Linked DNA regions of Arabidopsis thaliana: region 1 is linked to region 2. The links are chromatin contacts, called in public capture Hi-C maps. All regions are on one chromosome and are shown on one strand. The core of a region is the stretch at or near the end of the contact, and the rest is flanking DNA. Distances in the headings are between cores, read along the strand shown.

Evidence for each region. Capture Hi-C pulls out chosen DNA fragments and counts their contacts.
Region 1: a capture Hi-C map of shoot shows a contact between it and region 2, with 4 times the contacts expected there. The contact joins the promoter of CLC-C here to the promoter of RUS6 in region 2. A contact is called at or near these places in 3 of 26 Hi-C or Micro-C datasets (cotyledon, leaf and rosette leaf), 1 of 2 datasets of contacts at active chromatin or transcription factors (shoot) and 3 of 3 other capture datasets (root, seedling and shoot).

What each region holds. Positions count from the first base shown.
Region 1 is chr5:20,287,705-20,294,022 of TAIR10.1, reverse strand. CLC-C (chloride channel C) reads left to right here and starts at 1,591. Exons shown (of 8, transcript NM_124367.4): 1 at 1,591-2,085; 2 at 2,585-2,785; 3 at 2,982-3,159; 4 at 3,271-3,533; 5 at 3,845-4,114; 6 at 4,237-5,368; 7 at 5,445-5,539; 8 at 5,621-5,968. The coding sequence starts at 1,880. The coding sequence ends at 5,534. It overlaps MAD1 (mitotic checkpoint family protein), which reads right to left. Exons shown (of 16, transcript NM_124366.4): 16 at 5,939-6,318. The coding sequence ends at 6,248.
Region 2 is chr5:20,245,653-20,252,421 of TAIR10.1, reverse strand. RUS6 (root UVB sensitive protein (Protein of unknown function, DUF647)) reads left to right here and starts at 2,800. Exons shown (of 13, transcript NM_124360.4): 1 at 2,800-3,295; 2 at 3,386-3,484; 3 at 3,557-3,670; 4 at 3,773-3,844; 5 at 3,918-4,028; 6 at 4,130-4,249; 7 at 4,449-4,550; 8 at 4,644-4,716; 9 at 4,836-4,919; 10 at 5,002-5,066; 11 at 5,150-5,251; 12 at 5,348-5,521; 13 at 5,598-6,031. The coding sequence starts at 2,990. The coding sequence ends at 5,669. It overlaps EXO84B (exocyst complex component 84B), which reads left to right. Exons shown (of 7, transcript NM_124361.5): 4 at 226-741; 5 at 956-1,144; 6 at 1,240-1,376; 7 at 1,463-2,003. The coding sequence ends at 1,619. MMT (methionine S-methyltransferase) reads right to left here. Exons shown (of 12, transcript NM_124359.4): 12 at 6,024-6,675. The coding sequence ends at 6,376.

The sequences.
Region 1 (6,318 bases), core at 342-2,841, 43 kb before region 2:
GTATACAAAGATATAGGTTATGGCTTGTACCACTAGCATCCATATTCCGCAACATGTCAACGAAGATTTCTATAGTTTTAACACAATCATTTTTTTTGTAGATATCTTAGGGTGTCTTCAACTCCACTTAAATTTTCCCTCTATATTTATTAGAGTAAAATCATTTTTAATTCCACACTCTATACATCATTCTAAAACACAGTAAAGGATATGATTACTCTATATATATGTGGAGTAACTCTAATGTTTACTCTATTCTTTTTAGAATAAAATATAATAAAATGATACATTTGAGAAAACCCCTACTCTATTTTAGAATTACTATATTCTAGAGTAAAAAACATACATTGGAGATGATGGTCTTTTAGCTAGATAGGATTTAGGAGCTTCCGCTTGATCAAAAAAAAAAAAAACAGAGAGTTAGGAGCTTCCAAACAAAGTTCAACTATCGTGAGTACATTAACTCATTGCGGATGTTAATATATCTTAGTTGTGGCTTTCACCATTATACTCAAAATAAAAGAAGTGGAGACACTAAGATGTCGACTGGCCTATCAAATGTTGAAAAACCATCAAAACAAAGATCGAGTTGATTAATAATTATACAGTTGTGGCAGATTTTAAAACTAACCCCACAATCTATTAAAACTTGAGAGTGTTCCTTGGAATGAATTCAACATGTGTATTACAACACAATCAAGAAATTAATTCGGTAGGAAACCATGATTTTGATGAGACAATAAACGATTGGATCCGATCAATTTCCCCATAAATTTTTGCAATAATAAAATATGTCAAGGTCAGGTTCCATAACTAAAGGAAAACAATATCTGCATTTCTTTATCGTGTTTCTCCATCTTGCATGAATAAGAAGAATTGTTAAAAAGTGAATGCATACCTTGTTGATCTAATAACTAAAAAAAAAAAAAAAAGAGAAGGATCAACTGATTTACACCAAAGACATCTTAATTTGATTGGATCTAGCCAGTAGCCACCTCTCATAAAAGTTTAAAAGACTTTCTAACCAATAGATGTTGTTTTTTGTTTTGGTTTTAATGTTAAATCCAATAGATTTTGTTCTTCTCTTGAATTGTGTGATGTTTCAACAAGTCTGGCAAATACACAGTGGTTCGTATAATTGGACGATGTCTACCCTAGTTTGGGCTCATTTGGTTTCTTGTTGAAATCCAGTTTTGGGAACTAAAAATCATTATAAAATTTTAACAACAAAATTTTCATATCTAGAAACTAAATAAACACACATGAGAAGTAAGATTTCAAAAATATCTGTAATTGAGTTAGAATCAAAACAAACTTTACAAGATCATGTGAAAAAAATATACATATATTATTTTTATATAAGTATATCGGACACAGTTGTAAAATTTGAGAGAAATTATTTATGAAAAATCAATTCAAAATAATATATATAAAAAACAAATAGTTTTTTCCCCCATAAAATATCACGATTGTATACAAATTTGTTGGGCAAAAACAATACTATGAAAATTTTCATAATTAGATAATTTATTTATGCAAGTTTTTTTTTGTTATTGACTTTTTTATTTATTTAGAAGAATATATCCTTATGAAAATCATAACAAAGAAAGAGAGTTTAGTTTTGCCTAAATTAGGATCAAATAAAAAAACAAAATTCCTGACCCATACCACTCTACGACCTCCCTCAAAAAAAAACAAAAAAGAAAAAAAAACAATAAAAAAATCGACTTTTTAGCATCTGCTTGAGCGCGAGAGGTTCATGATTCCAGGAATCTCGTGCCCAATTATATAGCTTTCCATTTCTGTGGCTTTGTAATCTGATCGGAAATCGAAAACAAACAATTTTATTTTCTTAAAAAAACAAGATCGTGGAGGAGAGATGGATGATCGGCACGAAGGAGACCATCATGATATAGAGGTTGAAGGAGGAGCTTTACATGGTTTCGAGAGGAAGATATCTGGGATTCTAGACGATGGATCTGTCGGATTTCGACAGCCTCTTCTCGCTAGGAATCGAAAGAACACAACTTCTCAGATCGCTATTGTCGGAGCTAATACTTGTCCCATCGAAAGCCTTGATTACGAGTCTGTCCTTTTTCTCCCTCTTCTCTTTTCTTCTGCACATAACTTGATGTTTCGTTCTTTTTTCTGGATAAAGTTTTTAACTTTGGCAATTAGACTTTAATATGCTTAAATGTTTTCGATTAGTTTTTAAACTTCATCTCAAATTTGATTATGAGTCTATGAAGTTTTGGATTATGTAACATTTTGGGTCCCATCCCATGTATAATTTTTAAATCATAATGTTTTCATTTTTAATACTTTTGGGTAAAAATTGAAGCTTTTAGCTTTTGAGAGACATCATAGCCACTTCACCTAGCAATAGGTATGCTATACAATCTATTAGATTGAGAAAAGTGCAAATCTTTTTGGGGTCTTTATGATGATGCAATCATAGTTTCAGACTGAATTTGACTTTTTGTCTTTGTGTGTGTCTCCTACTGGTGTCTTGCCTAATTTGGTGTGAATGATTATAGCTTATGTAAACATATCAGGATCTTGACTTGGGATTTTTATTTGGCAGGATCTTCGAAAATGATTTTTTCAAGCAAGACTGGAGGTCTAGGAAGAAGATTGAGATACTTCAGTATACGTTTCTCAAATGGGCGCTTGCTTTTCTTATTGGTTTAGCTACTGGACTTGTTGGCTTTTTGAATAACCTTGGTGTTGAGAATATAGCTGGATTTAAACTCTTGCTCATCGGTAATCTCATGCTCAAGGAAAAGTAAGTCTAGCTTTTGTTGTTTATCTCTGCTTCTACGCCATTTTTTAGCACTTTCTATCCTGTTTCAGTTACTGTTTATTCACTGATTATATCTAAATTTCTTAATGGTTAATACTGTTATGAGAATTAAGGCTCACAGGGATATATGTGTGGATCAGAATGATAAATGACATCGGATGTTTCTCAAATACTGCAGATATTTCCAGGCATTTTTTGCATTTGCTGGTTGTAACTTAATTTTGGCAACTGCTGCTGCTTCACTCTGTGCTTTTATTGCTCCTGCGGCGGCAGGATCTGGCATACCTGAGGTTAAAGCATATCTCAATGGTATAGATGCTTATTCAATATTAGCTCCAAGCACCCTCTTTGTTAAGGTAAGATCCCCAAACAACTTTCCAAGCAGTCTTTGTTCATCCTGAATTTAGCATTGATGTCTTTGTTCATCTCTGTGGCCTTTTCTGATACGAAATATTTCGTATTGGTAGATCTTTGGCTCTATATTTGGAGTTGCTGCCGGATTTGTAGTTGGAAAAGAAGGGCCTATGGTTCATACTGGTGCTTGCATTGCTAATTTACTTGGACAAGGTGGTTCCAAAAAGTACCGGTTGACTTGGAAGTGGCTCAGATTCTTCAAAAACGATAGAGACAGAAGAGACCTGATCACTTGCGGGGCTGCTGCTGGTGTAGCAGCTGCCTTCCGTGCTCCAGTTGGAGGAGTGCTTTTCGCCCTTGAAGAAGCTGCTTCATGGTATTTTCTGTTTCTCTCTAACTCCTTATAACTAATCCAAGGAGTGATACCTTATGCAAGTCTAGTCATTGTAGTAGACAGACTCTGAAAGGGGAAGCTTCTCCCCAGCTAGAAGTCTTAATGCAAAAGTGCAAGAAGGTCACCATGTTTGTCTAGTTGAAAACATAATGTATCCAACATGACTTCTTTATGCAAATGGAAGTTAGTGAGCGAGGAAATCTAAGTGATACATAGTGTAGAGTTTAGACGGTTTGCGTATATTGCTATATCCATTTGGAAAAGATTATGTCTCACTTTTTTAATATCGTTAGGTGGAGGAATGCCCTTCTCTGGAGGACATTCTTCACTACCGCAGTTGTAGCAGTGGTCTTACGAAGTTTGATTGAGTTCTGTCGCTCTGGGAGATGTGGACTGTTTGGGAAAGGAGGTCTCATCATGTTTGATGTAAACTCGGGACCAGTGCTATATAGCACTCCAGATTTGCTAGCAATAGTATTCCTTGGAGTTATTGGTGGTGTGCTTGGAAGCCTTTACAACTACCTTGTGGACAAAGTCCTCCGCACATATAGCATTATAAACGAGTACGTCATTTCTCAACAAGTTAACTCTTTCATAAAGTCATTTTCCAACGAGTTACTCTTTCATAATATCATTTCTTTGCCTCTTTTCGATTTTCTTAATTTGTTCTTTCCATAACTTGCAGGAAAGGTCCGAGATTTAAAATTATGCTTGTAATGGCAGTTTCCATTTTGAGCTCGTGTTGCGCATTTGGTCTCCCATGGCTTTCACAGTGTACTCCATGTCCTATTGGCATAGAGGAGGGAAAGTGCCCTAGTGTAGGTCGATCCAGCATCTATAAGAGTTTCCAGTGTCCTCCAAACCATTACAATGACCTTTCCTCCCTACTTCTCAACACCAATGATGATGCAATCCGTAATCTTTTCACATCCAGATCTGAAAATGAATTCCATATCTCTACCCTTGCCATCTTCTTTGTCGCAGTGTACTGCCTTGGCATCATAACATACGGCATAGCCATACCCTCTGGGCTTTTCATTCCTGTCATTCTTGCTGGAGCCTCTTATGGACGACTAGTGGGTAGACTGCTGGGTCCAGTATCTCAGCTTGATGTAGGTCTGTTTTCTCTGCTCGGAGCTGCTTCCTTCCTTGGAGGCACAATGAGAATGACGGTCTCTCTATGTGTTATACTGCTCGAACTTACAAATAATCTCCTAATGCTGCCACTGGTGATGCTTGTACTCCTTATATCAAAAACGGTTGCAGATTGTTTCAACAGGGGGGTCTATGACCAGATTGTAACAATGAAAGGACTGCCTTACATGGAAGACCATGCAGAGCCGTACATGCGCAATTTGGTTGCAAAGGACGTAGTTTCTGGAGCTTTGATATCCTTTTCGAGAGTTGAAAAGGTTGGGGTAATATGGCAGGCTTTAAAAATGACAAGACATAATGGTTTCCCTGTAATTGATGAGCCACCTTTCACAGAAGCTTCTGAGCTATGTGGGATTGCCTTGAGATCTCATCTCCTTGTGCTTCTCCAAGGGAAGAAATTCTCGAAGCAGAGAACAACTTTTGGTTCACAAATTCTGAGAAGTTGCAAAGCCCGTGACTTTGGTAAAGCAGGGTTAGGTAAGGGGCTCAAGATTGAAGATTTGGATCTAAGTGAGGAGGAGATGGAGATGTATGTTGATCTCCATCCCATCACTAACACATCTCCTTACACTGTGCTTGAGACTCTGTCTCTAGCTAAGGCGGCTATTCTTTTCCGGCAACTTGGTCTTCGCCACTTGTGTGTGGTGCCTAAAACACCAGGGGTCAGTCTCTTTCTCGCTCTCTCTTCCTCTCGCTAGACTTGTTTATGTTTCTAACGCGTATGTTTTCGTATTGCAGAGACCGCCTATTGTTGGAATACTGACAAGGCATGATTTCATGCCGGAACATGTCCTGGGACTCTACCCTCACATTGATCCCCTCAAGTGAATAAGGTTAGCCGTTTAGTCTTCGTTGTTGCCTGCATTTGGTTGCTCTAATTGTTTTCTAAATCCAATTGGCACTTGTTCTTGCAGGTAATAAAGAATGGAGAAACAAGTACGTGAGAGTTCTCTAAAGATCTACAATGTAATAATATGTGAATATCAAAAAATTAAAAGCCCAGATGACCAATGTCACTTAGGCATTTATTTCAATTATTCGTTGAGATTGATTATGGAAAAGCAGGGGAAGGATGATTGTGTAATGAGGTGATACAAGTTTTTTTTTTTTGGGTTTTGGTTTTCACAACATTTATTCAAAACAATAAATAAAAACTAAACATGTAATTATATTATAAGTCGATATCAATTTTGCTCTAATCTTCTTTACATGTAGGTAGTCTGTGTATTATTTGTGTTTTAAATTCATGGTTATATAAAAATCTGTTTGCTTGATATTCAAGTGTTACTGTTTTTGGTGACTATAAAGTAATAAACGCATAATCAGAGAATGACATTAGATATTCTTTCTGAGTAAATCGAAACTAGTTTCTTTCATACCAAAATAGAGTTACTGACACCACAATTATAGCAGACATAACGAACCAGAGGTAGACATAGATAAGGCCAGTGTTTTAAGCTGCGGCTTTCGAGTTTCAGTTTCTATTCAGCAGGCTTTAGAAATATACAAAACACAGAGTTGGAAATAAGGACGCAGTGCTCTCAATATAGCGTCCGACGGTTGAATGATTCCATCGTTAAGTTGGCTGTAAAAGCTGGAATCGAGTTGAATT
Region 2 (6,769 bases), core at 1,551-4,050:
GCTTATAATATGAGTTTACACATCAGCTGTAAAATTGACTAGCCATCGTTGATGACGATTGATTAGAACTTGCACTCGCGTTCCCACTGAAAAGTTATTATAAACTCTAGGCAGTACCAATTCTGTCTTAGCTGCTCTGATAGGCAGAGGATTCCCAAGTGGACTGTCATGAACTTTGGATGTATTTGTCAAGTAGATCCTTTTGATAATGGTATTTTGTTGCAGGACTTCTTTGAGGACGTAGGACCTCTGCTAAGTATGCAATTGGGAAGTAAAGCTCTGGAAGGTCTGTTTCGGGTGTTTAACTCATATGTAGATGTGCTGGTAAGAGCACTTCCTGGTTCGATAGAAGAAGAAGATCCAAATTTTGAAAGTTCATGTAATAAGATTGTCCAAATGGCTGAGACGGAGGCAAACCAACTTGCATTACTCGCAAATGCATCATTGCTAGCGGATGAATTACTTCCACGTGCTGCCATGAAACTCTCTCTTGATCAGACTGGTCAGAGGACAGACGACCTAAGGAGACCTTTGGACAGACAAAATCGTAATCCTGAACAACGAGAATGGAAGAGGCGTTTACTTAGTACTGTTGACAAGTTAAAAGATGCGTTTTGTCGCCAGCATGCCTTGGATCTCATTTTTACTGAGGAAGGAGATAGCCATCTGTCTGCGGATATGTACGTAAACATAGATGAAAATGGCGAGGATGTGGACTTCTTTCCATCTCTGATATTCCAGGTAGTTGTTGTTTCATTTCCATCAGTCCAGTTAGCCTTTATGAAGTACTGTACCCAGATGTGTAGTCACTTGGGAACTCTTATCGGCAGATTGGATACTGTAGAGTTGAATCCATGTTTGTCATAGTCTACTGTCCACTTCAAGAACATGATTTTTTTCTGTCTTTTTTAGCTTAATATTCTTATACTTTGGGTGTTGCGTCGTTGGAAAACAGGAACTTTTTGCCAAACTTAACAGGATGGCAAGTCTAGCAGCAGATATGTTTGTAGGAAGAGAAAGATTCGCCATATCTTTGTTGATGCGATTAACAGAGACTGTGATCTTATGGCTTTCTGGAGACCAGAGCTTTTGGGATGACATTGAGGAAGGTCCTCGACCTTTGGGACCTCTTGGCCTACGGCAGGTTTGTACACTCATTCTTGCTTCTGTATATGTATATTCAGCGAGCATCGAAATTGTTGTGTACCTTTGTTAACAAACAACCTGCATCTGTCACAGCTGTATTTGGACATGAAGTTTGTCATATGCTTTGCATCCCAAGGTCGCTACCTATCGAGGAATTTGCACAGGGGAACTAATGAGATAATATCTAAAGCCTTAGCAGCTTTCACCGCAACAGGGATAGATCCATATAGGTACATCGGTTTTGAGGGTGTTTTGCAATGTTTTAGCCTTTATGGTAAGTATAAATGATTAAAATGTGGTTGTGAATGATGTGCAGTGAGCTGCCAGAAGACGATTGGTTCAATGACATATGTGTGGATGCGATGGAAAGATTGAGTGGCAAGACAAAGGGCAACAACGGGGATGTCCACAGTCCGACTGCTTCAGTGTCAGCTCAGTCTGTTTCATCAGCGAGATCTCATGGCAGCTATTGAAACCAAACCCATCTTACATTTGTTAAGAAGGTGAATGGTCAATAACTTTTGATCTTCTCTTTTCAGCTCTGCTTTTCCAAAAGCTTTCTATTTTGTAGAGTCTCCAGTTGTTGATGAGATGATTTTGGGGGCGTGTAAATGTTGTTGAGTTGACATGTTTGTTTTCTTGTATTGGTCCTCTCTCTCTCTCAATGGATGCATTCTTTGGGTTAAAATATTGAAGAGAGTGTTGATCTTTCTTCTCTATGATACACTCTCTTTCTGTTTTGGTATTGGATCAGATGTAGCAAACTTGAATGAGATATCTTACGATTCACTTTTTGTATTTCCTACTCGAATCATGTAGTTCATAGCGTAAATTAGTTTTAAGTAAATCGTGTTGTGTAAACTCCTAGTCTAATTCTTGGTACGGTGGGTCGGATCTTGGGATGTACAAAAGTTTGAATAATGGGTAAGGACGGTTACCTACCACATGGACCCTTAAAGGCTTGGTAATTTGGCCACGCATGCCCGATAAGGCAATAATCATTCGCGAATGAGGCTTAGAGATGCTAGAGTCATCCCTCGCCATTGATGCAAACACCTCCTTTGCTTCTCTACATGTTTGAGATTCATGTTTTGACAGATGACAAACAAAAGTAGGTGGTGATACTCAGGCTGTGAATGGTAACCAAAACCGTATCGCAACAGTGCTGTAACAGTATCAAAATCTTTACATATACATATGTATCTATGTATTTTCGTTCCTATTTGAACCGCACCGCACTTCTTCCGCACCGCAAAACGCAGTCACCATTCGGAGCCTCAGAATGTATAAAACATGGCAAGGAAGATGTGATGTTGATAGCTCTATGGTAGATTTCAGGTAATGACTTTTCCAATGATAATTCCAAGTGATAGTAGTCTATAATCACGTGGGAGGAGGCACAATCAGACTACATTACTGAACATTTTGATTTCAGCTTACTTACCATTCACATGTTATGAGCTGAATCTGATATTTAATTAACAAAATTTGCCTCGTTACAAAAATCGAATTATCAGGGTGCAAAACACAACAATTTATTCAATAGATTATTTCTATTATGTAGCTTAAAATATTTTATTTTTTTGGTGAGAAAGTAACTTAAAGTATTTTAAATGTCTAGTTTGATCAGAATTTTTATTTTATTTTGTCAGATATACACTGTGGGACTAAAAAGAATAAAAGAAGAGATAAATATAATAATAAAATATTGGAGGTGAATTTGTTTGTGGAACAACTGGTTTCGCTTCTTCTTCTACAGAGCTTCCCTCGTTTCCTCCGCCGGAGAGACACTCCATTAAAATCCCTTCTTCATCGATCCTTCATTAGATTTACAACAACAACAATGCCAAGCGTCAAGCTCACACACCATTCTCCACCTGACACTATTGCCTCCGACTCCGTCCGTCTCCTTTCCCGTGAAACTCTCCGAATCAGCGCCTCTCTCGCTTCTCCTCCCGTTGATGATCTCCCTCCTCACTCTCCTCCACCTCCAGATTCTCAATTTCTTCATTCGACTCTGAGATTGATCTGTTGCGAAGAAATCGATGGCCGTCGGTTTAAGTATGTCGCTGAGAGCGATGGTTCTGGGAGATTCAAGAAGAATTCAGTTCGTGCTATTAGCTTGGAGTCTCCTCAGACTCCTTTTGATGTATGCCTTGTTCCATTGATGAACTCTTTTTTTGAATTTTCCTAAATATGTGAAATGTGTTCAATTTTTGTTTTTGGTGATTTGTTACAGGAAGTGGGTTCGTTTCTTAGATCTTACGTTGTACCTGAAGGCTTTCCTGGGAGTGTTAATGAGTCTTATGTTCCTTATATGACTTGGAGAGCTTTGAAAGTATGTTTCGTTACTCTCTAAAAGTTTTTTTTTAGAATTCAGTGTAAATGATTGATCTTTTTGACTGTGTAGCATTTCTTTGGTGGAGCTATGGGTGTGTTTACTACTCAAACTCTTCTTAATTCTGTTGGAGCTTCAAGAAACAGTTCTGCTTCTGCTGCTGTTGCCATCAATTGGATTCTCAAGGTTTTCCTTTCTCGTATATCCTTTCATGCATCATGCATGTATAACAATCCTTTAAAACATGGCTTACTCACTCATTGTTGAATATCAATGTAATTCTTGTAGGATGGTGCTGGGCGTGTTGGGAAAATGCTTTTTGCGAGGCAGGGAAAGAAATTTGATTATGATTTGAAACAGGTACTTATTCCATTACTTAACAAATGCGATGGTTGACTCTCTCTCTCACGTTTAAACTCACTTTGGCTTGCAGTTACGGTTTGCTGGTGATCTATTGATGGAGCTCGGTGCTGGTGTAGAGTTGGCGACGGCTGCAGTTCCACATCTTTTTCTTCCACTGGCTTGTGCTGCTAATGTTGTTAAGGTAGTTTTATCATCTTTTATCACTCATAATTGCTATTCGATTTCAATGTTATTGTTGGTCTTTGATTTTTGTTTTTGTATCAATCATTTGTTTTATCACAGAATGTTGCAGCAGTAACATCAACGTCTACTCGTACACCGATCTATAAAGCCTTTGCTAAAGGAGAAAACATAGGAGACGTAACTGCTAAAGGAGAGTGTGTTGGTAATATTGCAGATCTGGTATGACCCTTTTTCAACATTAGTTTTCATTGTTTCTTGGGTGTTTTGTTGGTTTAATCTGTCAAGCGGAATTAAATTTGAACTAAAGGTGGCTACATTGCTAGTTTGCTACTTGTTGCTTAAGGGTCGAAATAGATTCTGTTTGATCTCTTTTTGAGCTCTAAAATTTTCATTTGTTTTTATTATTTTCTATGTGAAGATGGGAACTGGGTTTAGCATCCTGATATCAAAAAGAAATCCTTCGTTGGTCACAACATTTGGTCTTCTATCATGTGGCTATCTCATGAGCTCGTACCAAGAGGTAGAATCCAGCTCTGTTTCAAGTATATCTCTTTTTATGTACTTGGGGTTCTCTTGATTTATTGCTCAAAAAACGTGGCTGTGTCCTTTACAGGTTAGATCTGTAGTATTGCATACACTAAACCGTGCTAGATTTACAGTAGCAGTGGAGTCCTTTCTTAAGACGGGTAAGCTATGTCACTTTGCTAGCATGCACTTGAGTGTGCTCCTAGAGCTCTGATTTCCCACCCCTTTTGAGGTTTGTCATATTCAAACTTCACAGATTGAACTTTCCATCTATCTGCAGGGCGGGTTCCCTCATTGCAGGAAGGTAATATCCAAGAAAAGATATTCACTTTTCCATGGGTGGATGATCGGCCAGTGATGCTTGGTATGTGTTATCAAGCATTCCATATAAATTATATTCCTTTTTCATTACCCTTACTGATTAGGTTTTTCATACAATTTGACAGGAGCCAGATTTAAGGATGCATTCCAAGACCCCAGCACGTATATGGCTGTAAAGCCTTTTTTCGATGTATGTGTTTTTTCCCTTAATATCAAGCCTTGACCGCTTTATCTTGATACTGTAATTGACTTTATTCTCTTTACTAATGGCAGAAAGAAAGATACATGGTAACGTACAGCCCTACCAAGGGTAAAGTCTATGCACTGCTCAAACATCAGGCTAACTCAGATGACATTCTCAAAGCAGCATTTCATGTAGGATGATTTTGTATCTGTTTAATTACTATTCTGTTGAGACGAAGTAATTTTGGCCTAAATTTTCTCATTCGGTTACATGATCATATATCACAGGCACATGTGCTTCTTCATTTCATGAATCAATCAAAAGATGGTAACCCAAGATCGGTGGAGCAATTAGATCCTGCGTTTGCTCCTACGGAATATGAGCTCGAGTCTCGTATTGCTGAGTCGTGTGAAATGGTTTCCACATCATATGGCGTCTTCAAAAGCAGGGCTGCAGAACAGGTAACTTGGGAGAAACCTGTTATATCCTTTTTAAGTTATTTAATCGAGTGTGCATCTGAAAATTCCATTTTGATAGGGTTGGAGAATGTCAGAATCTCTGCTTAATCCTGGCCGGGCTAGGTTATGTCATGTGAAGGAGGGGGAGTAAACATCGCCTGTTGAGACTGGTCATCGACCTGAATCGGCTTTTATAGTTATTTCACTGTCACACTCTAAATTTTGCTGTCTTGGTTTCATGAAGAAAAAAACAGGTTTTGGTTGGTACACGTTTTATTAACCAGGCTGTAAAAAATAGAACGATATGTAGCTTTTGTAAATTGTGAGAATGCCACTGGTGTAATTTAACAGATGAATCTTCTTTGTGTACCAATTCTCACATCATGATTGTTACACAGGTTCATAAACAGAAAGTCAGAAACTTTGGGTTCACGAAACATACATAGTACCAGATCTAGAATGTATGAATTGGTAGAGGTGTCAAAAACCATTTAGCTTTGGATTCATTTTGAGATACTTATTTGATATCTTTTCTGGAACACATTCTTTTTTTCTGGAACATCATAGAGAGCCCAAGATCGAACATAAAAGAAAAAAACATCATAGAAACAAGGAGACTTATTCACATTAAAATATAAGACTTATTCAAAGTTTTATGACTCCTTTATTAGCATGAAAATATCATACTTCCAAAAAGTAAACCCGTTATGGGGCTGACCAAGAAACGGGAAGCGAGTTATTTAGAAACAACAGAACAAAGGAACGCAGAAGAAGAGCGACGTGTTAAGTCTCAGAACCAGCAATGCACAATGCCCTTTAGTTCAAGTTGATGACATCGTAAATGAAACTGGCACGTTTCAGTTAGCAAGGACGCTTTTAAACTGAGCTATCGATTCAATAGCCTTGTCAAACTCACTATCTTCCAATGCAAATGAAAACCGGCAGTAACCAGGGATTCCAGTCCAGGAACCGCTGTTTAAGCAAACACCGGTATGGCTGAGGAACACATCCCTCATATTTGAATCCGTAAGCTCGACGATTTCCTGTCCATCTCCTGCTTTCAGCTTTACTTTTTTGTTGAGATAAGCTTTTGGCTTTGCCACCATTGAGATTCCAGCTGAGGGTTGGATAACCTCCCAACCAGAGTTCTGTAGTACCTGTTCCAATAATTTAAAAAGGAAGATCAACAACCTAACATCATGCGATTATGCGATCAACATTTACTCCATTTACCCCTCTGCTGCAATATTG